Linked DNA regions of Mus musculus: all the other regions are linked to region 1. The links are chromatin contacts, called in public promoter capture Hi-C maps. All regions are on one chromosome and are shown on one strand. Each heading gives the region's core, a stretch centred on a gene start, on an enhancer-like site or on the middle of the called end of the contact. The rest is flanking DNA. Distances are from core to core; before and after follow the strand shown.

The links. Promoter capture Hi-C pulls out the DNA fragments that hold promoters and counts their contacts.
Region 2: a contact with region 1 is called in a promoter capture Hi-C map of pre-B cells. The contact joins the promoter of Lrrc40 here to the promoter of Rabggtb in region 1. A contact is called at or near these places in 2 of 39 promoter capture datasets (cranial neural crest and pre-B cells) and 3 of 484 Hi-C or Micro-C datasets (CD4 T cells, erythroblasts and pre-B cells).
Region 3: a contact with region 1 is called in a promoter capture Hi-C map of pre-B cells. The contact joins the promoter of Ankrd13c here to the promoter of Rabggtb in region 1. A contact is called at or near these places in 4 of 39 promoter capture datasets (cranial neural crest, liver, pre-B cells and 1 more) and 1 of 484 Hi-C or Micro-C datasets (neutrophils).

What each region holds. Positions count from the first base shown.
Region 1 is chr3:153,910,290-153,913,877 of GRCm38.p6, reverse strand. Rabggtb (Rab geranylgeranyl transferase, b subunit) reads left to right here and starts at 1,675. Exons shown (of 8, transcript NM_011231.2): 1 at 1,675-1,953; 2 at 2,990-3,187; 3 at 3,512-3,588. The coding sequence starts at 1,819. It overlaps Gm24494 (a small nucleolar RNA gene), which reads left to right and starts at 2,188; the gene lies at 2,188-2,268. Snord45c (small nucleolar RNA, C/D box 45C) reads left to right here and starts at 1,689; the gene lies at 1,689-1,749. It overlaps Snord45b (small nucleolar RNA, C/D box 45B), which reads left to right and starts at 3,267; the gene lies at 3,267-3,311.
Region 2 is chr3:158,034,690-158,038,277 of GRCm38.p6, reverse strand. It overlaps Lrrc40 (leucine rich repeat containing 40), which reads right to left and starts at 1,596. Exons shown (of 15, transcript NM_024194.6): 1 at 1,402-1,596. The coding sequence starts at 1,552. It overlaps Srsf11 (serine and arginine-rich splicing factor 11), which reads left to right and starts at 1,672. Exons shown (of 13, transcript NM_001379531.1): 1 at 1,672-1,762. The coding sequence starts at 1,673.
Region 3 is chr3:157,945,245-157,948,832 of GRCm38.p6, reverse strand. It overlaps Ankrd13c (ankyrin repeat domain 13c), which reads right to left and starts at 1,833. Exons shown (of 13, transcript NM_001013806.2): 1 at 877-1,833. The coding sequence starts at 1,306.

The DNA of each region.
Region 1 (3,588 bases), core at 426-2,925:
CTAAGAGTAGCATTTTTTTAATGAATATAAGCATAGATATTCAGAAGGCAGCCAACAAACTTTAAAATGAGAAGTGTGGCACACAATTTGTATTTTACGATTACAGCATTTTCCAGTTTAGACTGGCCACATTCCAATCCCTCCCGTGGCTGTATCTGACATCTTGGCTTTAGAGTGATAAATGAACTTATAACTAGTTAGTTGCATTGCAGCTATAGTTCTTTAGGGTGGGGAGGCATACTTTATTCTTTGAAGAGGCAAACTGGGCGGGGGAGATCGCATGCCTAGCATTTTCAGTTGTGAGTTCAAGGCCCAGGACTTTAAAAAAAGGTTAAAAATGAAGAGGTTAAACCATATTAATTTACCAGCACAGAGTGGAAAAATTAACCTTATTTTAATGATTTCTGGGATCAAAACGAAGCATGTATTTTCACCTGGTGTCTTTCAAGGATCTTTCCATAGCAATATATGTGGCGCTTTTTGATTAGCTGGGTAACAGACACTCTATAACTGATCAATCTTCGAGGGTATTGGGGATAGGGACTCGAGCTCAGGTTGGCTTCCAAGTGCCTACACAGCTGAGGATTTGGATCACTGATCCTCCTGCCTCCGCTTTCCCAGTGCTGGGATAACAGGTCTGCACTAGCACTCCGGGTTTGAACGCTGTGGTTGACATCAATGTCCAGGCTCCTTGAATGCTAAGGAAAGCTCTTTGCAAACTGAGCGACATGGGGTCCTTCAGGCAGACTCGTAGCCGGCTGCATCGTGACCGCGGAGTCCTTCAGGCAGGTGTGCGACCGGCTAAATCGCGGCCGCGGGGTCCTTCGGGCAGAGCGTGGCCAGCTACGTAGGGCGTGGGCGGCCGGGCGGGCGCGTGTGCGCAGGCGCGCGGGCCCTGACTCCCCGTGCTCCCGCGCGCTTCAGTCTTTCGGCGGTCGGACATGGTGAGAGCACCGTCGCTGCGGTGCGCGGAGGCAGGGGTGGTCTGGGCGGTGGGTCGGGCTGCGGGGCATCGCGGGCTCGCACAGCATGGGGAACAGGCGGGCCTGCAAGGCGATCATTCTTGTGGGGCCCAGGCTGGCCTGGAGCTCTCCGCAATGCCCCTGCCTCGGCCTCCTTAGGCCATACTTGGACTGCCGCTTGAGCTGTGTATGGCTCAGCGTTTTCTGCACTTCTCGAGGCCTGGGATCTTATCCGCGGACCGTGGGCGAGCCTTCCTGGATTGGGCCGCCTGATATTTTTTCTTAACATCGGGGACTTGTACGTGCCTGTATTTTGAAGGTTACATGATCATTTACGAATGTTGTTTCATAGTTAAACATTTTAACTGGGATGGAAGGAAGTCGGCCTTGGCCCACGCCTTTTAATCCTAACACTCTTGGATTAAAGAAGTGAGGCAGAAGCAGGTGGCCTGGTCTACACAGGGAGTTCCAGACCAGACAGGGCTTCATAGCCGAGACTCTGAATAAAGTAGGAAATTTATTTTGGCAATCGCTTTGACCTACTTATTGGGTGAGTCTTAGAATCGAAGGTGGAATTTGGAGCTAATGGGTCTGATTATTTAGCAAAGGGGTTAGCATGTGAAGACTGTAGAAAGGTGCGCTGAAGCCTCAAACTTGTTAAGCAAGAGTGTGTATTTCTGGCATAACTCAAAAGATAAGCGTCAAGATTCGGGTCAATGATGAGCTGGCATGTATTCTGAATCTAAAGTTGATTATAAACCACTTTAGCTCTAGAATTACTCTGAGACCTGAAAGAAAAAAAGTACTGAGATCTGGCTATGTGTGAGTCTGAGATGTCACGATTTCCGGATGGTGAATGGGATCTCTGCTTTTTTCTTGGAAGGGCACACAGCAGAAAGACGTTACTATCAAGTCAGATGCGCCTGACACCCTGTTGCTGGAGAAGCATGCCGATTATATTGCTTCCTATGGCTCAAAGAAAGATGATTATGTGCGTATGATTCTTTTTTCTGTTGAAAGGTTTCTAAGACTAACAGCAATAAGTATAATACTTACTTGTATAATACTAATTGAGAGGCCTGATTTAAAATGTATTATAGGTGTACCTTGTATATCAGAGGTTGGTATTTGACCACATCAGTCATGTGCTGGTACATAAAGGGCGGAAGTGCAGGGCTGCAGGTAGAAGGGGTTTGCTCATTTCTGTCTGGGGTAAAACCTTGAAGGTCAATGATGTGTTGGCATGTATTATCTGAATTCGCTGATGTGTCATAACACTTTAGCTCTAGAATTACGCTGAGACCTTGAAAAGGTTTTACCTAAACTTGATGTAATGGTGTGCCTGGGGAAATGGCCGGGGAGGTTGCCAGCAGCAAGCAGGGGTGGCTGAGTTTGAGAAGGCCCAAGCTGTGGGGGGACCCTCCAAGGAGGAGTCATTTGGGTAAAAGTATTTGTGCAGCAGCTCTCTGTCTTAGAGAGCGTGGCATTTGACTGTCTTTACAACTTTTCAGTTAGTGGGAATCATAGGCCCAAATGTGTGGCCTTCTTGCCAACTGTGCACCTGGTTCTTTTGGGTTTGGTTTGGCAGCACGCCAGTGAGGCCTTCACCTGAATAAATGCTTGTGAGGTAATGCTTCATTTGGTTCCCATCTTTAGCGTCATTTATCTTTCCGTATTCATAGACTTCATTTGTAGAATGCAATAATTGATGCTTAGTAAACAGTAGGCATCAATACTGCTTTTGGTTAATTCACCTGAGGTTAGCACTTGGAGACTAAGAGTATTGGCTCTCAATCTTCTTGCTGCTGTGACCTTTCCTAACAGTTCTACGTGTTGTGGCGATCTCCGACCATGAGATAACTTTTGTTGCTACTTACTTCATAACTAGTTTCATTGTTAGGAATCAGAATGTGGGGCCCAAAGGGTCGGCAACCGCCACTCTAAAGCCTTACGAGTTGTTCACAGCTGACTTAGGTAGAGGTGGGTTATGTAAAGTCAGAGTGGCAAATCTGAGATGCTTCTCCTAGGAATACTGCATGTCTGAATACCTGAGAATGAGCGGCGTCTATTGGGGCCTGACTGTGATGGACCTCATGGGACAGCTTCATCGCATGAACCGAGAAGAAATCCTGGTGTTTATCAAGTCGTGCCAGCATGAGTGTGGGGGAATAAGTGCTAGCATTGGGCACGACCCCCACCTTCTGTACACGCTCAGTGCTGTCCAGGTGAGCCCTTGTGAAACCTTGCCACTTGCTGTGACCACCCAAAGGCTACTTCCCACAGGTCAGTGATGTCATGGCATGTATTAGCTGAATGCTAACCTGATGCAAGTTACAAATTACACTGAGACCTTGGAAGGTGAACTCCTTGTGTATGTTAATTGAAGCACAGTCCAGTTCAAATTTGGTTTCAATGAAGAGCCAGAGGATAGTTAAAGCCCTACCTGTTTCTTACCTTATCAAGGGAACAAGAAGTTTATAGTAAGCTTGAGAGGGCCTGGTGGGTGACTCTGATCCAGGACAAACCTGTGACACCCGCTTGTCTTTCAGATTCTTACTCTGTATGACAGTGTTCATGTTATCAACGTAGATAAGGTCGTGGCCTATGTTCAGAGCCTACAGAAAGA
Region 2 (3,588 bases), core at 347-2,846, 4.1 Mb before region 1:
GCTTTACAATGGTATAGCAATTATACAACGGTTTTCAATACCAGTCTGAATACTCTCCCAAAATTGCCTCTGCCAAACGAACCAGTATATCTGTCTTCTCTCAGGTACTCAGGACATGGGTAGAAAGAAGGAAGCCATTTCTTGGCCACAATATAATCCAAATGGCAGCTAACCCAGTTCCCACCACAGTCCTTGTTGCCCTGTAAAACTTCAAAAGTCAGGCTTCCAATGTCTACATTTCTGTCAGCATTCTTATTTTCCAACTTCCCATAACAACAAAACAAACCAAAACACAGTCCATTATGCTCTGCCCATAACATTCAGCTTTTTTCCTAGACCTACATTCCAGAGCCTTCCACATTCTAGCCATATAAAATAGTTCAAATATCCTAGGAACCATGTAGTCAGATTTATCCACTTTCTGGGTACCAATTTCTATTCTACTCTTCTTTCCAGACGCTGTGGTAAAATACCATAACAAAGAACCTTAGAGAAAAAGTTTATTTTAGCTCATAATTTCATTTGCAGGCCATCAGTCAAGATGGCAGGAACTTGGAACAGCTACTCACAACACAACTACAATCAAGAGCAGAGGGAGAAATGAATTAAGGCACGCACACTTTTTTATACGACTCAACCTTTGGATTCAAGACCCAACTTAGGGAATGGCACAACCCACAGTGGGCTAGATCTTCCTACATCAATTATCAATCAAGACAGGTCTTCATAGACGTTCTTCATAGAGAACATGATCTAAATAATCCCTCATTGATTGTGTCAACTTGACACAAGTAATCATCACATTCAGTAAGCATACACATAATGTCTTTACTTAGTCAACCTTACAGATACATAAGTACATTATTAGAAGTGGAAGATTTTAATCAATGCAAGTAGAAAAAAATATTACAGAAAGAATGCTTCACTTCTCAATCCTCTCTTTGTCTCTGTCCTCTCCTACCAAACACATACACTACAAAGGTATTTATTTATACTTAGTAATATGTAGATTTGTGCTTGTTGATCATTCATAGGTTTCTCAGGATGTTCTCAAATTCATATACTCCGCAGCATTTACTCTGAATTAGTACTTAGGATAAGGAGTATGTTTGTCATTGGGATTTTCCTCAAGTGGAAGAAAAAAAAAGGCTAGGCTTGAAAGAAAATTATTCTAAGCTCACAGAGGGGAGCTGGTAAAACGAAAATAAGAGGAAGGCGAATCAAATACCTGCCTATCCTCTATCTCACAGCGAATTTACTCCCAAACTACGATGTTTATCCCGTATTCTGTGGACATCTCAGTGAACACTTCGAGTAAGTCAAGGCCAGTCTTAGCAGGGCCACGGAGCAGGCGCGGGTGGGTGCACAGGGGACCAAGAGGATGTTCGCGCGCTGCCTCACCTTCCCCGAGGTTCCTTCCCGCCAAGTTGAGTTGGCCGCTGCTTCTCGCTGCCTTCAGCAGGCCCTGGGGAACAGAGGGGCCTCTGTCCTTGCCCTCCGCGTGGAATCCCGCACGAGGGTCAAACCTAGGGGCTCTCAGCTGGCGCGACATATTCAAAAGCTCACACCGGAAGCCCCGACCACGGCTGTGACGTTTCAAGGTGCCATGGCTGGATAACCCCGCCCCTTCCGCCTCACAGTAATCCGGGCCTTGCCCTAGCTGCGCGCGCTGATGTCGTCACCGCCAGCTCCCGGGACCGCAGGACCGACGAGCCCTTCCGTTGCCCTCACCAACCTCGCCCTCAGGAGAAACTTCTTTCGGGTAAGTGCGTCTAACGGGCTGAGAGGTCCTCGTGGGGGGAACATGGGCTCCCTAGACAGCGCGGTCGGGCATGGCTGCGCTACCCAACGTCGCATCAGAACGTGGCGGCGTCGAAACCTGAGGCGCGGCCTGTGGCCCTGGGCGCCAGGCCTGGGGATCGCTGAGTTCAGTGCGGTGATCGAATTGATCCCGGAGAACAGGATGGCGAGTGACACGAAGCTTGGCCCTTAAGCTTAAGTACCCACCTGACAGCTAAAAGCTGTGGTGAAGGGCTCGGACTTCGAATCCTGCTCGCTTACAGACTAACTTATGCAGTTGGTCCCACGCTTACGAAGCTCATTTTTCACTGATTTACCGATAATCCAGTCTTAAGAAGTTTTAAAAATAACTTCGGATAATGAAAATGTAAATACTGACCTGGCATGGTGGCGCACGTCTTTAATCACAGCACTAGATTAGGCAGAGTCAAATGGATCTCTTGAATTGGAGGTCAGCCAGGTCTACACAGCGAGTCCAGGACAGCCAGAGCAACAGAGAAACAGTCTCAAAAAAGAAAAAAGGAAAAAAAAAAGAAGAAGAAAGAAAGAAAGCAAAGAAAATTTAAATGCGTAGTTTTGTTGTAAATACAAAAAAGAAAATTTTATTTAATAAGTAGCGATTTCCTGCTTAGTTTTTCCTGGAGTTTACAAAGTATTGATATATTTTCCCAAACGAAGAAGTAGCCCTCAACTATCCAGGGCTGGGGATATAATTCCCTAACGTGGGCAGGGCCGTGAATCCTGTGTCCAGCGCAGACCAAATTCTTTGACTGAAATTGATTTTCTATTACATTCCTCTTTAAGTTTAGTGTTTCTTTTTGCACACGTGAATAGGGTTTCACGTGCCCTGGTGCCTCAGGAGGTTAGAGAACAACTTGAGGGAGTGGGTTTTTTTTTCCACCAACCTGCAGAGCCATCTCACCAGTATGAAATGGTTATGAGTCTGGGGGATGTTTAGAGATTCACTAGAATGCAGCGCCCAGCCACCTCAGTCGGGTTTATAAAGGCAAAGAATGCAAAATTACAATGTGTTTATGTTCAAGCAGAACAAATTTATTTACAGGAACATCAGTTAAAAATATATATCCTTAGCAGTCCTTAACATAGGAGGTCTAATTTTGCCTAACTACAGAGATTTTTAACTTTTAAACATAGTTAGCCATCAACATGTCAGCCATCACAGAAATGAGTTTTTAAATTAATTTGTTTTCTGTGTATTTATGTTTGTGTTTTTTTGCTCTAAGAAAATATCAGATCCTTTGCAACTGTGGTTATGCAATGATTGTGAGCCGCCTGCCATGTGGGTGCCTGGATCAAACTTTGGTGCTCTGAAAAAACCTTAAGTGCTTCTAAACACTGAGCCATCTTTCCAGCCCCGATTTTCTCCCCTTCTTTTAAATGTAAAGAACATATGCAGGGAGAAGGCTGCATAACTCTTTTGTCATCCTAATGAGAAAAACAGTATTAGTTGAAAAGTAGATTTGGTGTGGTCTGACCATACTGTATCACATGCAGTTTCTTCACCCAAATGTATTTTAGAGTTTTGTTGTGTTTTGTTTTAGAGTCTACAGAATCTATGTAGCCCTACCTAGCCTGGAACTCACTATGTAGATCACACTGGACTCCAACTTGAAATCCACCCTGCCTATCAAGTGCTAATATTAAAAATGAGTGCCACCACATCCAGCATATTTCTATATCAATAGGTATGAACTGGCATAAGGATTTGGCTAATACAAGTTCATAATATACTGTATGTTATACTCATATAGCATGTGAAAAATAAAC
Region 3 (3,588 bases), core at 584-3,083, 4.0 Mb before region 1:
GAAAGGGTTTATTCGGCTTACACTTACATACTGCTGTTCATCACCAAGGAAGTCAGGACTGGAACTCAAGCAGGTCAGAAAGCAGGAGCTGATGCAGAAGCCATGGAGGGATGTTTTTTACTGGCTTGCTTCCCCTGGCTTGCTCAGCCTGATCTCTTATAGAACCCAAGACTACCAGCCCAGAGATGGTCCCACCCAAGGGGCCTTTCCCCCTTGATCACTAATTGAGAAAATGCCTTACAGGTTGGATCTCATGGAGGCATTTCCTCAACTGAAGCTCCTTTCTCTGTGATAACTCCAACTGTGTCAAGTTGACACATAAAACCAGCCAGTACATGTGGCTAAGACTTTATAATGAAAACCATAGTATGTCTTTAGTCTCAATCAAGATGAAAAATGGTCCTGGTGTGGAAAGAGCAACAAAAACAAAAGTCTCTTCAATTGCTTTGGGAAATTAAATGCGGACACATTTCAGTATGGCTTTCAAAAACCAGTGTTTACAGCACGAGGTCAGTGACGGATAAAAACTCACATCTATCTGCGCGTACCTGGGCGGTGAAGACCGGCAAGAAGGGAGGGAGGGAAAAAGGAAACGTTCCCTAAAACCCAGAAGACCTGCCTGGATGTGAGATAGCCCGACCTTTTGGCACTCGCAAAGACTGCCGCAGAGAAAATGCAACCTGTCCCGAAATGCTCAGGTGGAAAAGAAGAAAACATCCTTGCTGCACCCTGACCCCTGGCACGCTCGCTGCACCTGAAAAGACTCGAGGTTTTCCGCCAGAGGAAAACACGGTGCGGGAGAAGGGACCGGGAACCCGGAGGCCAACGGTCACCCCCACCCCACCTCCGAGGGGACGGAAATTAGGCAAAGCTCACCATGATTATCTTTCTGTCCGATATTGTGCGTGCGGATGAGCGAGGACAGTCTCCTCACGTCCCCCTTAAAGACGCACTCGTGGACCGGGTAGAGCGAGGGGCAGCCGCCTCCGTCAGCGACTAAAGCGGGGTTGCTGCCGCCCAGGCAGGCCGGGGCAGGGCAGGTGGCAGTCACTGCGTTGTGCTGCGGCGGGGCCGGAACGCCGGGGCCCGGAACGGCGGGCGCCTTCAGCTGCAGCCGGTGGTGGTGGCTGAAGATCTTATGGCAGGCCTTGCCGCCCTTGCCGCTGCCGCCCGGTCCGCTTCTGCCCCCGGTGAAGGCGCCGCCGAGCGCGGCTGTCGCCTCCTCCTCGCAGGGCTCCAGCACGTCCCCGTCCTCTTTGCTGGGCTTGTGGTCCCTCCGCAGGGAGCGGATCTTCTCCCCGGTCATAGCCGCCGCGGCGCGCGGGACAGGCTCCGGGAGGCTCACCGCGGGCCGAGCCGGCGCGGCGGCGGCGCCGGGCGATTAGAGCGGCGGCCGCGAGCCTAGCACGCAGCATGAACTCCCGGGGCGACCGCGGGTCCGCGACACGCGCATCTCCCGGAGGCGGCGGCCCTCGTCTCGGACGAGGAAAGCCGCAGCTCAAGAGACCACGACCGCACGACGCCCGGCGCCGCCGCCGCCGCCTCCTCCTCACTCGGAAAGACCCGGCGCAGCCATCTTTCCCCGGCTCCTCTCGCGAGAGCTTCGGAGGAAACGCCGCCGCGGAGTGTTAGAGGGCCGCTTCTGCGCTTGGGTCAGGGTCCGGGCAGCGCCCGCGCTCCTCTCGCACAGGGTTCCACCCTGGGCCGGGCCCTGCGGCTGAATTCAGACCCAGACTCAGAGCTCTGACCTGGTGCTCTGGGCCTTCGTAAAGGAGGAGGTCAACGGCAGTTACGAACTCTAGCTTAAAGGCTGAAACCCTGTTTGTCAACCTCCCTCAGAACGACGTAGGAAGACACCACCGGATATCGGACGTGACGTCACTCAGCTGCGCTGGACCTTCAGTAAACACTCGCTAAGACTCTGCTGGGTTCCCTAACCTGTGCAAGGACTTGCTCAGGCTGGCAAGGCTGTAGGCGAGGAGAGATGGCCAGTTATCCTGGAGGAATCTAGGGCCTGACTTTGGAATTCAAAGGCTGTTTATTACACCGGGAATGGAGGATTTTTCAAACAGCTGTTAGTTGAGTGTATTTGGGACAAACGTCAGAGTTAAAGTATGTGGAGGATGCTTACTTGAGGAAATGGAGTAATTGTTTTTAAATAAGTGGGCAGTAACCCGGGTGAGAGATGATGAAAGCATGCTCTGGGATACAGTGAATCCGGAAAAAGCTTAAGACTCCTTTAAAAATGAGTTCAAATTTAGCATATTGAAGTTGGAGGTCCTTGGTGTTTTTACACAGAGTGCTAGTTATACAGTTTGGAATTTTGGACATAAATTCTTTGGAAGTAGGAAACGGATCTTAGATCAGATTCAGGAATTGCACAGTAACCCAGCGAAATAAAATGGTGTAGAACAAAAGTGCCATAAGACGTATAGAATGAATAGTCGAGGTAGTGAGTGGGAATCAAAGCACTGTGTGTGTGTGTGTGTGTGTGTGTGTGTGTGTGTGTGATGAAATTGTGAACATTTAGAAAACTAAACTGAACATGGTGGCTCACATCAATAAGTTCCAGCACTCCAGAAACTGAGGAAGGGCAAAAGGATTGATCACATGGATTCAAGGCTAGCCTGAGCTACAGAGTGAATGCTGTCCCAAAATTAGTAGATGGACCAGTGACATGACATGCCACTGAGCATTCAATCCCTGGGACCCACATGGTAAAAGAAAAGAACCCATTCCAACAAATTGTCCTCTGGTGCATACCCACACACACACACAAAATTAGTCTTAAAAAAAAAAAAAAAAAACAGTAAATAGTAGGTAGGCAGCCAAAATCATGTACCTAATTACTGGCTGCTACCTCTTGATGGATGTTAAAACTCCTAAGTGTTCTTTCAGTGAAATCAAACACCATGAACATTTTTTTTTAAGACAACCTATTGTGGTGGTATATGCTTACAATCCCAGCACTCGGGAAGTAGATACAGGAAGGTTGCCTCAAGTGACTGTTCTCAAAAAACAAACATCTCATCCCTTTAAACTTTGAGGTTTAAGGCTTATAGTATGTAATGGGTAGGGACATCAAAATATGAGTACTATTAAAGATATTTAGTACAAGAAAAATGTAAATTCTGAGATTCTGTAACATCCCAATATAACATAAGGGGAAATTATTAGTTTAAATTGACACAGAAATCAAATTTCAGAAAGTCTTTGTGAAGGGCTTGGAGAGGAGGATCGGCAGTTGAGAGAAGTGGCTGCTTTTTCAGAGGACCTGGGATTCAGCTTCCGGCACCCACATGACAGTTTACAACTATCTGTATGTAACTCCAGCAGTTTCTGACTACCTAACACCCTCACACAGATATACATTCGGGCAAAAAAAAAAAAAACATATAAAATAAAAATAAACAAAATCATTTTTAAAAGTCTTTGTGGAGGAAGTAGTATCTGAAAGAGGTTTTAAAGAACTTATGAAAGCCCAGTCTCCCCAGTCCCTTGTGTTGTTTTATTGGTTTTTGTTTCGTTTTGTTTTTTAACTTCATGATAGTGCTATATCTGCATTACACCTAATAAAGATGAGTATAT